Linked DNA regions of Sus scrofa: region 2 is linked to region 1. Evidence: chromatin contacts called from public promoter capture Hi-C data. All regions are on one chromosome and are shown on one strand. Each heading gives the region's core, a stretch centred on a gene start, on an enhancer-like site or on the middle of the called end of the contact. The rest is flanking DNA. Distances are from core to core; before and after follow the strand shown. Region 1 holds the start of MRS2 (magnesium transporter MRS2 homolog, mitochondrial). Region 2 holds the start of GMNN (geminin).

The links. Promoter capture Hi-C pulls out the DNA fragments that hold promoters and counts their contacts.
Region 2: a promoter capture Hi-C map of liver shows a contact between it and region 1, with 5 times the contacts expected there. The contact joins the promoter of GMNN here to the promoter of MRS2 in region 1. A contact is called at or near these places in 3 of 5 promoter capture datasets (fetal liver, fetal skeletal muscle and liver) and 1 of 47 Hi-C or Micro-C datasets (embryonic fibroblasts).

The regions. Positions count from the first base shown.
Region 1 is chr7:19,243,050-19,246,228 of Sscrofa11.1, reverse strand. It overlaps MRS2 (magnesium transporter MRS2 homolog, mitochondrial), which reads right to left and starts at 1,622. Exons shown (of 11, transcript XM_001928036.7): 1 at 1,290-1,622. The coding sequence starts at 1,452.
Region 2 is chr7:19,584,512-19,587,690 of Sscrofa11.1, reverse strand. GMNN (geminin) reads right to left here and starts at 1,723. Exons shown (of 7, transcript XM_003128203.5): 1 at 1,547-1,723.

The sequences.
Region 1 (3,179 bases), core at 373-2,872:
AGCCTGGGAACCTCCACATGCCATGGGTGCGTGCGGCCCTAAAAAGACAAGACAAATAAATAAGTAAAACATGTAATTAGACTGAACTGAAGTATAACCAAGTAAATTTACTGCCCGACAAAAGACACTGTTCACAATGCTAAACATAAAATGGACAGAAATCCTATCTACAGAATGTATATATTCTCACTTGACCTTATTCCTTCTCACTTGACCTTATTCCCTTGTACTACATACTTTTAAAGACATGTAATTAGTTACCACCTGAGGCTTGTTGGTTCCCTTCTACAAAATACAAACTGTTAAGAGGGTCAACTGGATAAAGGTTAAGGAGCTACAAAATCAGCATTTGCTAATGTCACTAGTTAGGTAAAGTGTTTCCAGGAGGGTGATTGTAAATCTCAATGTACGTTCTAAAACATTAGATGGGCTGAACCTGAGTTCCAAGGCATTTAACCTAAGAAGGGGCTATGAAATGCAACCCAATTTGGAAAGACTCACCCATGATTATGGAGAAGGAGGTGAGGATGGGAGCGTTTTGAGAGGACAAGTGAGTAAACTTATTCGAGAACATTTTGGAAAAGCCACACATTTTAGTCTCTTTAGTTTCTCAGCAATATTAGCGCCCACATTCTTACATCTGTGAAAATGTCAACGTATCATCATACTTGATCACCTGGTGAAAAAGTAAACTCAGATCCCTACCCCTGCTCTCCCATCCCCCAACCCCTTCTGGCTGTCTGGTTACACAGTGCTTCGAAAAAAAGACTTTTATCTTTCTCAGAAGCAACTCCTCCCACGAAGTTTCAAAGTCTTCAGGCTCACTTGTAGGTGTGTTCCCCTCCCTTACCTGAGCAAATGGACAAATGAATAAAGTTTTCCATTCATAAGGAAGAGGCAGAAGGCAGGGAAGAGAAACTAAAACTCGCAAAAACATTTCAGGTAGATAAACCCGATCTTTGCTTCAGAACTACTACAATGGATAAGAGCGAAACTCTTGTTTAAAAAATCCTTCTCACGAGCGCACCGAGGCAGCCAGGGGAGGTGGGGAGGCAAGAGGGCTAGGAAACCCGGCTCTAGCAGGACACAGGATTCGGAGCTAGTAGGACGCAGCTCCGCCCGCAGACCCGTGCAAGGTGACAACACCCCTGTGCCCAAGGACGGACAGAGGCGAGGCCGAGCAAGACGCGGGCGGGCCGCCACAGCCACGTGGGCTCGGTCGGTCGGGTCGCGGCCCGGAGGTCACCGCAAGCCCGGCGTCCGGGGCTGCGGGGCGGGGACGGCAGTACCTGCCAAGCGGAGCCGGTAGGATCCGCACAGCGGCGCGGTCCGCCTGCTTCCGAGCAGTTCGGCGGCGGTCACGGGGCGCGCCCCGGCCAAAGCCCATAAAGTGCGCCGGGGAAGCCCCACCGCGCGGGGTAGGAGCTGGGCCAGGCTCCGCAGACATTCCATGACACTGGAGCGATGAGAAGGCAGATACAAGACCCCAGCCCTTCATGCCGGACGGTGGCAAGGCAGCCGGCACGTCGCGACCCCGCGCGGGTCCCCTAGCTGAGGCCGCTGTATACTGGGCATGCGCAAGACGCGCCGCGATGCGCCACGCCTGCGTCCAACTTCCCGCGCATGCTCAGAAGACCCTCTGGGCGCTTCTTGCGTTCCTCGGCCAATCGGAGTTTACCTTCTGCACCTGTAAAGCATGTAGGGACCTGCTCTGGGGTAGGTGGGGCGCGTTTACCTGTAAGAACCGAGCTCTTTTACGTAGATTCGACCCGTGGGCCCTTGGAGTGGTCAGGTCGGCACGTAGAGTGTCGATTGTATCTATTGACTAGTAATCGTTAAATGTGAAAATGTATCCCTAATTGGTATATAACCGGTTTGCAATTTCAGAAGGTTTTTCGTACATATTATGCAATCTGCAGTTTCGAAGTGAGGAAGTTCTGTCCATTCCCAACTCAATTTATATTTAAGTTTAATGTAGCAAAAATAATTAACTGTCATATGGAATGTATTACACTGTTGTTAGTGAAGATTGAGGAATGTAAAGGCGTAGGATTTTTTGTTTTGTTTTGTTTTCAGTGAATTTTACTACAGTTATAGTTGTACAAGAGGCATAGAATTTATATTCCGTTTTAAGTCAGATATAAGGTAGTATCAGCTTCAAGGTGCCATTATTTTATATGCTACCAAGAAAGAAAAACAGCTGGTAAACTTTGCCCTCTAATTATCTCATTTAAGTCATTCCAATTTATGTCTTAAAAATATGAAAAAAGGCTTAAATTGATGAAACACAGTATGCATGCATATTTTTTTTAAGTGTCAGCTAATAGACTTGTCCTTTCCTAGGCAATAGTGCAAGGCAGATGAGTTTCACAGATTCCCATTCATTCACTATGTATAAACACAGAGATAAGGAGGAGTTCCAGTATTGGCTCAGTGGTTAATGACCCCCAACTAGTATCCATGAGGACGTGGGTTTGATCCCTGGTCTGGCGCAATGGATCAAGGATCCAATGTTGCTGATAGGTCACAGTCACCAACCACCTGGATCCTGAGTGGCTGTGGCTGTGGCACTAGCAGCTCTGGGAACTTCCATATGCCCCGAGTGTGGCCCTAAAAAGAACCAAAACAAAACAAATAAACAACCCCACATGGCTAAGGAAACACAAGAGAACTTTTTTTTTCACCTGTAGGGCATTGAAACTGAAGGTAGATTAGGGAGCCAGTAGACAGATGATTTCACAGAACAAGGAATGTTTCACTTGAACATGAAGGGCAAAGGAGGACTTCAAGCACTGTTTCCTTGGTGGCTGGGGCGGCGGCTCGGGTCGGGAGTATTTAGGTCTGGAAAGAGCCCTGGGTACATAGTACATGGCTGGTAGATTTTTCATTTTTACTAAGAGTTCCAATGATAAAATACATCTTTTATAAAACATTGCATGCCTTTGGAGATATTTCTTGGAAATAGTGATAATTCTTTTTAAAAACTTAGCCCCTAGCACAGTGAGACAGTTCTGTTTAAGATAACCCTTAGAAAGCCTTAGAAAAACTCAGACATGGCCAGACACATGGCCTTCTAACTCATGCCAAGGATTTGGAATTTTTTTTCTCTTTTTGTCTTGTTAGGGCTGCGCCCGCGGCATATTGAGGTTCCCAGGCTAGGGGTCTACTCAGAGCTACAG
Region 2 (3,179 bases), core at 474-2,973, 340 kb before region 1:
TTCCTGATTTCTGTGGTCCTGCCTTCCTTTACTCAGTGCAGTGGCTTTCTAACTTTTGACTATGATCCATCTCGCGTGAATACATTTTATAAACCGTGCCCTAGGGCACACAAATGCCAACGAAAAAGCTTAGGAAACAAAGCTTCACCTAATTGTGTGATGTACCCTATTTTCCATTCTATTTCATGTTAAGCAAATGCTGGTCAGGACCAACTAAACTGAGCCAGGACAATGATTTCCAAACTGCGGGTGGCAGCCTGGGATTCCAAAATCACTTAGTAGGTGTTTGAAAAAATGTAACTGAACAAAACTGAAGAGATGAGAAAACATCAAAATGCATGGCATGTGAGTAATAAATAGTGTTTCGTGAAGGTTCTAATTTAGTTGGAGGGTTGAGTCCTAAACCGTTATGTGAAAAATGTGCTTTAGTATATGCCACGATTTTAAAAGATGAACAGCAACAAGAATCAAGTCTTCACGTAGGAGTTCCCGTCGTGGCTCAGTGGTTAACAAATCCGACTAGGAACCATGAAGTTGAGAGTTCGATCCCTGCCCTTGCTCAGTGGGTTAACGATCTGGCGTTGCCGTGAGCTGTGGTGTAGGTTGCAGACTCGGCTTGGATCCTGCCTTGCTGTGGCTCTGGCGTAGGCTGGCAGCTAGCTGCCAGCTCCGATTCGACCGCTAGCCTGGGAACCTCCATATGCCGCGGGGGCGGCCCAAGAAAATGGCAAAAAAGACAACAACACAAAAAAGTCTTCACTTGTTCATTACACTCCCGCCAACAACCTTACACCCTCACTTACTTTTTATTACCTAGGGTTTTTTTTTATTTAATTTTTTTTGGCCGCACCCGCAGTATGTGGAAGTTCCTGGGCCACAGATCGAATCTAAGCCGCTACAGCGACAATCCGGTTCCAAAACCCGCTGCGCCACAAGGGAACTACCTTATCTAATTTTTTAAAATAATTAGATTGAACTCTAGCATAGCACTGGGTTCTAGGAAATTCTGATAAACAGGTGAAACTAAATGTCATCAAGTCCAGTTTTTTTTAAATGAGAGACGCGGAATTCAGGGACACCCCTCGGGTCACCGCCAGTTGCTTACTGGTCAAGAGGGTGGTCCGCCTCATCCCGAAAGCCAGGCACGCCCAAGCTGGTGTCCTCACACGAACCAGCTGCACACAAGCCACCCCGCGACCCCGCCACCTAGTCCTGGGGACACAGGGAGGGAGAAACCAGCAAGGGGCGGACAATCCGGGCCGCGCGCCGGGGCCCTCCAACCGCAGAGCGCGCGTCAGGGACGGCGCGCGCCAGCCAATAGCGAGCGCGGAGGAACAGCGCGCCAAAAACCGACCTAACCAATGGGGCAGCCCCGAGCCTCACCTCCTTCCCCCCCGTCCCGGCTGCCGGGACGGTTCAACAGTCCTTTCACTAAGACTCCGGCAGCTGTCACCGGAGTGCGCGACTTCCGGCCGGCCGAAGCCCAAAGTGGCTCGTCCAGCAGCCTCTGCGACCCACTCTCTCTGGTCACCTCTCTCACACTTACCGGGTGGAAGCAGGAAATCCTTGTAACGAACGCAGGTAGCTGTGGTAGCGGCGCCTCGCAGAGGGTCCAAAACCAACCCGCGTTCGTACCCACAGGGGCTGGACTCCTGCCGGGTGGCGACTGTAAAAGAGTAAAACTCCACCCTCCGGCTCCGGGCGGCCACGTGACCGTCTGGCGCGTGACGGAGGGCGGGGCCACCTGAATCCGGCGAATGGCCTTTCGCCTCCGCCCTCTTCGGCCCCCTTCCCTTTTCTGCGCCTGCGCGTAGGGCGTAGCAGGTATTTGGGTCGGGAAGTCGGCGGTCTTAACTCCGTGGGTCACTTGTACCCTCGGCTTTTGCACTTCGACCTGCACTGGGAACTTCCTCCAGATTCGAATGTTTTTTTTGCTCTTTACAAGCGGGGCAAAGGTCTGCCCCCGCTAGACAAACATCGGGAGAACAAAATATTTTATATATAGTACAGGACTTGTTCTGTAAAGCCTTCGATCCACGGCCTCCTAAATGTGTTAAGACCGTTTATATTTTGGCGCTTTGTATATGACTATATTGTGTTGTAGTAGTGCCAGAAGGCCTAATCCTGCAAGGAATACTAATAGTCATCCTAATATTCGTACAAAGTACTGTTCTAGGCACCGGAATGCAATGGCTATTGCAATTTGAAGGAGCAGAAAAACCTAAGTGATAATTGCGTCTAGCTTTTTTTTTTTTTTTCTAGTCATTTCACAAACTTCTCAACTTTCTGGGCATAGTACATTTCAGTTTATCAGGGTATTGTTAAATCTTTTTTTACACCAACCATAGCTATTAATACAAGTCTTTTTTCCCATTTCTTAACTTTGGTGGGATTGTCATTCTCAGAAGGAAAGAAGTATCTCCTGACTATGCTTAGCACCGCCTTTAGGAAATGTTTTGTTAGCCCCATACCCTGCCATCCTGCGTGCCCACCTCCTGCCACCTGCACCACTGGAATTCTTTTTGAAAGAGCTCAAAGTATACAAAGCATAGTCCTAGGATTCTAGTTTTCTTTGGGGGAAAATGTAGCGTGAAAATCTAAATTCTAAATAAGGGAAACAATCCATTGGTTGGAGAGCTATCCCTAGACGACTGTGTTTCCAGAGTAAAAATTCTGATGATCAGCGTGGTAAGTATAAGTACTGTGTAATTTGACTTTGAAACACCAGCCAGTCAAAGTAGTAAATCTGACTTCTAATTTCTTCGTTCAGCCACGTGGTAAAAAGACATCACTGATGAAAAGAGCCCGAATAGTAAGTATATATTAAAAATATATAAAAAGTTACATTCAGGTAGTCTGTACTAAGTATAGCATAAAGCAGAGTACCTAATGTTATTTCTTTCCAGAACGAAAAAGCTGGGAGAGAAAAATGTCTTCCATATGAAAGTGATAACCAAACCAGAAGGCTAGAACCTAGAGGTTACCATAGTTAGAAATCTACAGAGGCAATAAGAGAATTGAGTTTCTAGATGTATCATGAAGCCCACCTACCCCCAATGTTATATGTAGTTGCTAATACTATTGGTTAGTTTTGGAAAGGCATGGAGAGACTTTTACTTTATTCATTTTAGTGTTGTTTGACTTTTTTTAAGTTCAACATAAAGGAAATGATGCCTTCT